Regions from separate parts of the Mus musculus genome. Here regions 1 and 3 are each linked to region 2. The links are chromatin contacts, called in public HiChIP or PLAC-seq and Micro-C maps. All regions are on one chromosome and are shown on one strand. Each heading gives the region's core, a stretch centred on a gene start, on an enhancer-like site or on the middle of the called end of the contact. The rest is flanking DNA. Distances are from core to core; before and after follow the strand shown.

Region 1 (3,324 bases), core at 502-3,001, 220 kb before region 2:
CGAACCTGAAGCTAACCAACTGGGTAAGAATGGCTGATCATGGAGCTCCAGGGACGATTGTCCCCACCCCCCAGTGCTAGGATACAGCCCATCTTTTTATAGGTGCTGGGATCTTCAGGCCTGTACAGCAAATATTTTACCTCCCAAGTCATCTCCCCAAGCCCCCCAACATACTCTGTGGTCTGTAGCATACGCAGAGACCTGCGCACCTGCAGCTCCAGCTCCTGCTCTCATAGGCTGCAGGCTATGTCATGCTCACTCCTGCCCCACCTCCCAGCGTCATTCCTTCAGATGACATCTTGCTGTGGACTGGCCTGGGGACTGGGGACATAGTACTTCTCCCACAGGGATCAGCTTAAGCCTGCCACCCTCTAGGAAAATTGCAAGTTGTCTCGGCCCCTCCTGAGTGCCTTGTGCCTCACACTGTATTTGCAAACACCAGAGAATCGGGATAGAACACTTAGTACCCTTTACAAAATGTGTGAAAACATGCAGTTGCTGTAAAAACTCTTTTTCGAGAAAATAAGATCCAATTAGTGTTGACTTCTGCGTCAGGAAAGCCAGAGTTTCAAAGGAATCCCCTCTGCTCATTCAGCTACTGCCGTCTTCAGGGCTGGCCTGCTCTGGGCTGTTTGATGGAACCTCCAAAGCTGAAGAAATCCATACCATAGATGGCTTGTAGGTGGGGACATAAGGTGGGTGGTGCCTGCAGGGTCAGTGGAATGGAGAGCTATGTGATGAAACTGGCTTTGGTAGGGTTTTTTTTTTTTTTTTAATGTTTTATTTAATTCATTCTCTCTCTCTCTCTCTCTCTCTCTCTCTCTCTCTCTCTCTCTCTCTCTCTCTGTGTGTGTGTGTGTGTGTGTGTGTTTAAGTCGGTGTGAGTGGGTACCTCTTAGTCAACCTCTTAGTCAATGGACACATTTTGGATACTGGTTTGCACCTTCCAGATACGGGACTAGAACTCTGGTCCTCAGGCGCTGCAATAAGTGTCTTTTCTCGCTCAGCCATCTTGTTTTGCTAGTTTTAAAGGCTGATAACAGAGAAGAAATGTAGATTAAAAGTGACATATAAGACTGGAGGTCACAGCCGGGCGTGGTGGCGCACCCCTTTAATCCCACTTGGGAGGCAGAGGCAGGAGAATTTCTAAGTTTGAGGCCAGCCTGGTCTACAGAGTGAGTTCCAGGACAGCCAGGGCTACACAGAGAAACCCTGTCTTGAAAAAAAAAAAAGGAAGAAGACTGGAGGTCACTGAGCTCTAGCCCCAGGCCTGGAGTTGTCAAAACCTGGGCAGTGTAGGGTAGCAGCTGACTCCTTTCAAATGACTTCCTATAAGCTCCCAACACTGCTGTCTTTTCCTCTCCAACACAGGTGACAAAGTGCAGAGGCAGCTTGCGCCCACTGCTGAATGGTGACCTTTCTGGCGAGCGTTAGGCCGAGGAGGCGGCCTACGCGGAATAAAGGGGGGATCCGAGTGCCTAATTGTCAGGCCACTGCAGTAGCCACGGCTGTCCCTGGCAAGTGAGGCTTCCTCGAGTCCAGGAACCTACTGCCAGCCGGGCCAGGGCAGTAGCCAGAGCTGGAGCGCTTCCAGGGGCTCGCGCGCCACTTGCCCCCCAACGGAGGCCCGGAAGGCGCAGTACGGCCCGCGCCCCGCCTCCGCCGGCGCCCCCTCGCGCCCCGGGTGGGCCCTGCAGGGCGGCGCGGCCCGGAGGCGGCGGGGAAGGCGGGGCGCCGAGGCCGGGCGGGCCGGGGCGGCGCCGAGCCGGGCCGGAGCAGGGCGCAGGGTGCTGGGCGGCCCGGCCGGGGTCGTGGGGGGGAAGATGGCGAGCGTGGGGCTGCAGTTCCAGGCCAGCGCCGGGGACGCGGACCCCCAGAGCCGGCCCCTGCTGCTGTTGGGCCAGCTGCAACACCTGCACCGCGTGCCCTGGAGCCACGTCCGCGGGAAGCTGCAGCCCCGGGTCACCGAGGAGGTGAGCGGGCCGCGGCCGCCATGCGCCTGCCAAGCCCAGGCCCTGGGCCACGGGCCCCGCCTCGCCCGCGCGCCCCGCCGGGCCCAGGGCGCAGGCCCGCGACAGGCCTAGCCGTCTGTCCCCAAGGCCCTGGCTGCAGCGAGGCCCGGCCTGTGTCGCCGGCCTGCCCGGGCCGAGCCACCTGCTTCCGCGCCTCTGGGCCGGGCCCTGCAGAAGGCCCAGTGGCGGCTTTCCGCGTGGCCTCTGGCCTCGAGACCCGCTTCCATGGCCACTAGCCAGGGCCCAGGAGCCGGGCCTCCAAGTGTTTGAAGCAGAGGGTCCCCAGACAGGCCTTGCCAGCGCGAGGCGCAGTCCCACGAGGGTGGTAGGGTACCAGAGAGCCACACATGCCTGGTGGCAGCGGCTAGGGTGCCTTAGACAAGCAGGCGTGGCCCGCAGGGCGCATCTAGCCACACAGCACACGTGTTGAAGCCCGGTCCGTCTCATATCTCCTTTCTAATCCAGCTCTGGCAGGCAGCTCTGGCCACGCTCAACCCCAACCCCACAGACAGCTGTCCTCTCTACCTGAACTGCGCCACAGTGGCAGCTCTGCCTTCTAGGGTGAGCCGGCATAACAGCCCGTCCGCAGCCCACTTCATCACCAGGCTCGTGAGAACCTGCCTGCCTCCTGGAACCCACCGGTGTATCCTGGTGAGTGCTGGGCCGGTGAGTGTACCCCAGCCCGTGGCCCACCTCAAGCACAGCAGGCTGGCCCGTGTGATCTCCCATTCTAACCCTTCAACCACCGAGTGATTTACACCGGATCGGTTTGCGTGACAAATCAGAGATGCCAGCCTAGATTTATTGAGGCCTGGGCTTATGTCTGTGCCCTGCTCATCTGTCTGGGAAAGAGTGGACAACATCTGGTGGCAGACATTTTTCTCACGCAGCCTCAGGTTACTGGGGGGGCACAGCCGTCTGGGTTTGTAGAGCTGCTATTGGGAGAGTCCTGGTGGTGTCCCTTTGTGGCTTCAGCCCCACCTTGCTTCTCTCTCACTACAGATGGTCTGCGAACAGACTGAGGTTTTTGCCTCTGCCTGTGCCTTGGCACGGGCCTTCCCACTCTTCACACACCGCTCAGGGGCATCCCGGCGCGCAGAGAAGAGGACAGTCATGGTGGAGTTCTTCCTGGTGGGACAAGACAATGGCCCAGTGGAAGTGTCCACCTTGCAAGTGGGTATCTAGAGGCAACATGCCTTCTGGGAGCACAGGTGGAGAGCTCTTCTCTTCTCTCCCCCTGGGAAGAGCTACAGTGCTTTTCGGGAATCCCAAAAAAGGGTCTTGGGTTGTATTTTCAGGTCTCCGTTTGGTG
Region 2 (3,165 bases), core at 594-3,093:
GACACACACGAAAATTGTTGAAATGACCACAGAAACATCACACAACACTAATTAGAATGGAAACTTTCCACGTCTCAGTATTTTGGCTATCTGAATAAATTTGTGAATTCACTGGGAACAGGGTCACTTTTCAACAAAATAGTTCGATTATCAAAAATAAAATGTAGAAGGCTGTGTTAATTCGCGGTGGCGTTTGGTTTGATCTTTTTGGATGGGGTCAAGTCTTTGTTCTCCCTGGGCCACATTGAGTAAAGCAGAAAATTGTTAATAAGTGAAAATAATCCTGTTGGTGTTGGTGCGTTTGCAATTTCAGTGATTAGATGATATATGGGAAACTTCTAAAAGCGTAATTCTGCTGTAAATGTGAATATGTATACAGTCTGATTTCAAAGTACACACCTGGAAACATCTAGAATCTTCTGTATGGTTCATTCTTGCTCATATGAGTGCTTATTTAAGTTCACTATGATGTTAATGATACATCAAATTCCTAACATCTTTTTTTGTGTGTGTTTACAGTGATTTCAAATGTCCCCACTTATTTGAGACTGCAGTTCTGAGCCCACCTTGCCTCCTTTCAAGTCTCTGGTCTACATGGCTGCATTGTGCCACAATTAATTGATGACCTTTGGCACAGAAATCTGTTGCCCTGGCTATTGGCGACATTTTACATTTCTTAAAAATGAAATAATTACCCACAAAGGAAACTTAATACCCCCAACTTCCTTTTCTTTAACCCATTTTAACTTCTATCAGGTAAATTAAGTAAATTTGCAGAACCACAAAACAAACAAAAGCCTGGCAGTTATTTTTCAGCCCAGTTTTCTATTCTTACAAAAGTGGAAACTGAGGCACGGATCTAGTTCTGTCTCTGAAAAAAACCTGGTGTCACAAATGTTCCCATTTCTGAGGGTGGAGTGCTGAGGGACCTGATGAGTCCTCTGTTTCCTTCATGGAAGCCTCCCAATATTGCCTTTTATATTTAATTTATGAGAATTTTGCTCATTAGGATGGTGTTTGCTTTGAAATCAATGCTGCTGTGGAAACCAATTTTAACTTTTACAAATCTTGCTTATGGACTTGTGGAGGGGTGGAAAAGAGGAGGGGTGAAGAAATGGAGGGGTGGAGAATTTCGGGGAGGGGGAGTGTTGAACTGAATAGGGTGGGGGAGTGAATGCCTTTCTATCTGGGCACCAAAACAGAAACAATATGGAGAAAAAGAACAAGATTTTTTTAAAAATTAGATTGTTGTGGGAGGAGGGGAAAAACCATTCCCACAGGGAATACGGGCTGAAGAGTACATTTGCAGAAACTTGGTGGAAATGGGGTGGGGCTGGAGGGTCCTCCAAATACTACCTATGAAAGAAAGAAAGAAAGAAAGAAAGAAAGAAAGAAAGAAAGAAAGAAAGGTGATTTAAAATGGAGGCCTGTGTTCCTATTTACTTCCTTAGTTGGGGAAAGCCTAGAATCTTCTTATTCAGGACCTTCCAGGAATATTTGTGCATATAATTAAAGTCTTATCCTTTTTTTTTTTTAAACTCTTGGTACTGTTGAAGTTGCATGTTGCCTGATGCTCATGAGGTCTCAAGTGCCATGTTTGATAACGAAATGTGTTTATTTTTTGTTTTTTGCTTTTTTTTTTTTTGCTCCCCCGCCCCCCGCTCCCGCCCCTCTGCTGCTGACAGATAATTGATGGTCTACCATTTCCCTCTGCAACATGGTGGTTGTATCCAGAGAAAAATGTATCTTTAGAAAGATTCCTTTTGCAGGGGAAGGGAGTGGATACAGTGGATACAGTGTAGCCCTGTGGTTTTAGGGTGGACCTGAAGCATGCTTGAGAGCAGCTGCATTGTGGCGTTGGGAGGGAGGTGCTGCAGCGGGGCGTGATAGTGGGAGACTGCAGTGTCTAGGCATTGTCTGCCATTCCTAAGTATTTTAACCATAAAATGACTAACAAACAGGAAATTAGGTGGCTGCTGCATAGAGTACCTTTGACCACATTTCAATACTAAATTCACAGTTTTGACTTAAAATTTTCACCCTTCCAGTGACAATTACGTCATTCCTTCATCGCCTCATGAGTTTAAAAAACCCAAAGAGAAAACAAAACAACAACAACAAAACTCAAAAGGGAAAAAAAAAGCTATTTAAAAACAGCAGAGCCCTTAATTCTTGCTTGTTACTCTATGGTGAGATACTTCAGGTAGATGCTATGTTGGATGTGTCTGTTGTTTTTCACTGCGTCGTCATGTGAAGGAGGTTTGCAGTTGTGTCATTGTGTGTCTGTTGTGTGCTGCTTCTGCTGCTTTCCAAGGCCATCATCCAGGTGAAGTGTGACAAGCCTGTTTCTTAACCCACGCCCTCACTTTCCTTTCTCAGGTGCTGGAGAGTCTGGCAAAAGCACCATTGTGAAGCAGATGAGGATCCTGCATGTTAATGGGTTTAACGGAGAGTAAGTGTCAAATCTGAGCAGGGCACTGAGCAGGACAGGTGGTATGGACCTGGCCTGCAGGAGACAGGACGTTTGAAGGAGTGTATACTAACCTCTAGAAAGCACAGCTGCTAATTGCCACTAATCATTTTTTTCTAATTTGCATATTAGACAGCCCAAGAAAGAGCTGATGGGTGCACCCCCACACCCTTCTCAACCTTTGGGGCAACAAATAGGAATAAGAGTAGAAGCACCGGTGTCCACCCAAAGCAGCCCCTCGCGCTGGAACATGGTGCCTGGTTGCAGAGGACAGTGAACAGCACTTGGCCGGGTGACAGCGTCTCTGAGGCCAGGTCCTCTGCGGCCGCAGCCTCGCCTGCTGCAGTGCAGCTCCAACATGGCCGACGGGCCTTGGCCACCCCTTGGCCAGCCAGAGCTGGCCAGCACAGGAGGTTCCCACCCACCACCCTGCAGGTTTCACTGGAGTCAACTGGTGTAGGGTTTTGTACTCTCAGGAAAACATCTTTTCAGTTACATCTTCACTTAAAAATTGGAATCCACAACCCTTGCCGACAGGCTCTAAGCTTCCGAGTCCCTCCCTGCTTCAGAATTGGTGGGATAGGCAGAGACTTATTTCTCTAATTAAAAAAAAAAATCAATACTTCTACCTGAACAACTGAAAAGGAGGTATGAAAATGGCGCAGAGACAGGGAGTTAGCTACTTCTGCCCAATC
Region 3 (3,228 bases), core at 3-2,502, 180 kb after region 2:
TGTGGCTTTGTGGGCTTCTTCTTCCAGTAGGAAAGGCAGAGTCTTTATCCTAAAAGCCCTGGCAAGACTGAATGGCAGAGAGAGAGAGAGAGAGAGAGAGAGAGAGAGAGAGAGAGAGAGAGAGAGAGAGAGAGAGAGGCACTGAGCACAGTGGTATTCTTACCTAGGTTGTCTGCCTGCTGAGGATGTAAAGGGAGGAGGGATCTCACCTGGGTTGAGCAGTAAGACTTTCTCAGGAGGATGGACTGATGGACTGGCATCCACAGAAGCAGAGAATGTCTGTGCCTCTGCTAACCCCCTAGCTTCCCTTCTCCTGAAGTTGGGGGATGAAGTTGGGTTTAGAGTCTGGTGAGGATGTGGACTCAAGGCAGTGATGACGAAAAGACCACTGTGTGTCTCAGAATGTGTGCATAAAATATGTGGTCCTGAGCTTATTTGCATGGCTGTATGCACAGGCATGGGGTACCCAGAACTCCTCTGGGAGGTCTCAAATCTTCTTGCTGTTTGTGTGTTCTGTAAGTTAGTTTATAATGTGAATGTCACTCCTTTAGGTGGGGTGCAGCACACAACTTGAACATCCGCACAAAGCTTCCACACAGAACACCTCCACTGAGCTAGAGCAAAGTTGTGTGTGTCACAAGTGGAGGGAAACAGCGTGCGTCGCCCTGCTTCTCCTTAATTAGATGTCTGATTTCCCTAGCGATGTTAAATGTCAAAGGCAGTCTCAGCGTGTCCTGTTGCTCTTTAAGCCCCAAGTAAGGGCAGATGATTAATGAATATTCCAGAGTCACTGTGAATGCATAAAGAGTGGTACCCATATAGCCTCTGTTTGGATGGTCTGCTGCTGTTGAATGTCATTATCCTTCCTAAAGAGCTTTACTGTGGGTAGCTCATGGTTGTTATCCTCCTGCCTCAGCCTCTCTACTGCTGAGGCGGCAGGTATGGGCCACCACAACAGCCCCATTTATTTATTTTAAAACGAAATCTGGAACCTGGAGCCAGGGCTTCTAGGAGAAGCAGTGGGGTGGGACAGTGAGGTTCACTGGGTGTTCCTAGGAACTTCTGAGTAAGATTCGGAAGTCAGGGCACAAATCCTTCATTTATTCTTGTGTGTCCGGGAATGTGAAAGGCAGCCTCCAGTGTTGCTTCTCAGGCAAAGCTCTTCTCCACCACGCCCCTTGCCTGCCCCCAGCTGCTTGTTTGCTTTTTGAAACAACGTCTAGGTCATTGGCCTGGATTGAGTTAGGCTGGCTCCTGAGCAAGCTCCAAAGGCCTCCTCAGCACTGACACTGCAAAGTCAGCAACTGAGTTCCTACCAGCAGGCCTGGCTTTGCTATGTGGGTTTGTGGGTGGAGCTGAGGTTCTCCTGCTTATGTGGGAGGCAAGTTTCTAACTGACTTATCACCCCAGCCTCTGGTTGACTCTCCCAAGACTCAAAGGATGTAAGTCTCAGCAGATCACTACCCTAGACTAGAAAATGCCATGTTTTCTGACAGTCTAGAGAAATGTGGCCGCTCAAGGCATGTCTTGTCCATAGAGTGTGCTTTGTTCAGTCAGAGTACCATTTCCACAGGTCAGTAGTGATGTCAGATGGGACCCTGGCCTCCGAGGGACTTCCCCTGAGCTTGTCTTCACTGAACTGTGGTCCACAGGAGACAAGTCAACTCCAATAGCCAGTCTTAGAGCTTCATGGTAACTTAGTTTTAGGCAGCAGTGCCAAATCTTTGCTAAATCTGAATTTCGAATTTATTCTCCATCAGTAGACACAGTCAGCTACAAACTGAAATTTTATATTTCAACTTTAAGCTAAGGTATATACCTGCCAATTGAGAGTTAACAAACAAATTGACAACAACAGGAAGGAGATCTGATGAACTGAAACAGGAACCAACGAGTCATAGACCCACCAAAAGTGCTCAAATACTGTCCTTCAAAGTGGGTAAGGGCTGCAGGAACAGACAGTGTGGACCCCAGTGTACAGCTGGGTCCCTCCCGGGGACTCCTGCCTGCCTGCCTGTGCATCTGCTGTTAGCATACTGGACTCTCGTCACTGTGGTGAACAATTTTTCAGTGCATCTTTTTCTTGGAGCCTGCATTAGTTATTTTGTTTCTTTGTGAGAGAAAACCTGTCAGGAGCAACTTGCAGGAGGAAAGGTTTGCTGGGGCTGACTGGATCATGCTGTGAAGAGGTGGCGGCTGGGCCAGCTCTGTCTTTGGAGCTTGTGGAACATCATGTCCACATTCTGGCTGTTCAGAAAGCTTGAAACCTATCTTGGCTTTATGTGAAATGATAGCATCTTAAGCAATTATGCTACCAAATGGAAAATTGCATAAAACACAACACAAAATACTAGAATCCTCAAACACTACAAAACCCTAACCTGCAAAGATGAGAGTATTCTTTACTTTAATAGTGATGAGACTGTTTCGGAAATAAGACAGGAAATTAGCGATTAAGCAGATTAAGATTAGCTAGGCCCCCTTTGGCTGAGACTGATGATGTCAGTCTTGTTGTTACATCATTTCTAGATGGTGTCTCCACTCTGCACATCTCAAGATCAAGACGAGCTCTGCCCTGAGGAAATCTTGCCTCCAGGTATGGTCATACCCAAAAGTGGGAATTCAAAATCTCCTTGTTTGCCTAAACCAAGTCAGCAGACAGCCATGATTTTTCTATTCTTGCTACGATGCTTGTCTAAATGATGCATCGAGCTGGACGTCTCCCCTGAATTATTTCCCATTTTCTTGTAGTTTTCAAGAGGTTAAATTAATCTTATTTTATTTTTTTGTGCTGCTAAGGTTTGAACCCAGGGTCTTGACAAGCAGTAGGGAAACCATGCACCGCTGGGACACATTCCTATCCTTTTCCAAATATTTTATTTTGAGACAGAGCCTTCCTAAGTAGCTGAAGCTGGCTACAAACTTGCATCCTTGTGGATGCAGTCTTCTGAGAGTCAGCCACTCGGATACTTCCAGATAAACCCGACAATTATGTATTTCTTGGGAGTAGATAAATAATCCTTTCTTTTAAGGTAAAGGCTTGGGACCAACAAGATGGCTCAGCATGTAAAGGTGCCACCATGTCTGATGGCCTGAATTTGATGCCTGGGACCCACATGATGGAAGGAGAGAACCAGTCATTCAAGATTGCCAAATGTGCACCCACCATTCCCTCCCTCTCTCTGTCTCTTCCTCTCTTTCTCTCTCTCTCTCACACACTCACACACA

The links. A called contact is a pair of places that touch in the nucleus more often than the background predicts. HiChIP or PLAC-seq counts read pairs in DNA pulled down with a chosen protein or histone mark.
Region 1: a contact with region 2 is called in a Micro-C map of the G1E-ER4 cell line. The contact joins the promoter of Npepl1 here to the enhancer-like site in region 2. A contact is called at or near these places in 5 of 484 Hi-C or Micro-C datasets (the G1E-ER4 cell line, the HL-1 cell line and embryonic stem cells) and 2 of 115 datasets of contacts at active chromatin or transcription factors (memory CD8 T cells and pancreatic cancer cells).
Region 3: a contact with region 2 is called in a BATF HiChIP or PLAC-seq map of CD8 T cells, with 5 read pairs. The contact joins two enhancer-like sites. A contact is called at or near these places in 2 of 15 datasets of contacts at CTCF or cohesin (large pre-B cells and pro-B cells), 6 of 484 Hi-C or Micro-C datasets (bone marrow-derived macrophages, cortical neurons, nephron progenitors and 2 more), 9 of 115 datasets of contacts at active chromatin or transcription factors (the 230-238 cell line, CD8 T cells, effector CD8 T cells and 6 more) and 1 of 9 other capture datasets (embryonic stem cells).

The regions. Positions count from the first base shown.
Region 1 is chr2:174,108,600-174,111,923 of GRCm38.p6, forward strand. It overlaps Npepl1 (aminopeptidase-like 1), which reads left to right and starts at 1,752. Exons shown (of 12, transcript NM_213733.2): 1 at 1,752-1,973; 2 at 2,478-2,663; 3 at 3,015-3,185. The coding sequence starts at 1,824.
Region 2 is chr2:174,331,833-174,334,997 of GRCm38.p6, forward strand. Gnas (GNAS (guanine nucleotide binding protein, alpha stimulating) complex locus) reads left to right here. Exons shown (of 12, transcript NM_010309.4): 2 at 2,380-2,452. Among named protein-coding and RNA genes, the nearest start is that of Gm30189, 6.0 kb to the left of the region's middle. Within about 2 kb of position 1,844, at least 45 of the 459 cell types and tissues checked have an H3K27ac peak or open chromatin away from gene starts, as enhancers often do. A contact at or near this core is called in CD8 T cells and the G1E-ER4 cell line, where this site is marked.
Region 3 is chr2:174,516,004-174,519,231 of GRCm38.p6, forward strand. No RefSeq gene overlaps it. Among named protein-coding and RNA genes, the nearest start is that of Gm52540, 39 kb to the left of the region's middle. Within about 2 kb of position 1,253, at least 34 of the 459 cell types and tissues checked have an H3K27ac peak or open chromatin away from gene starts, as enhancers often do. A contact at or near this core is called in CD8 T cells, where this site is marked.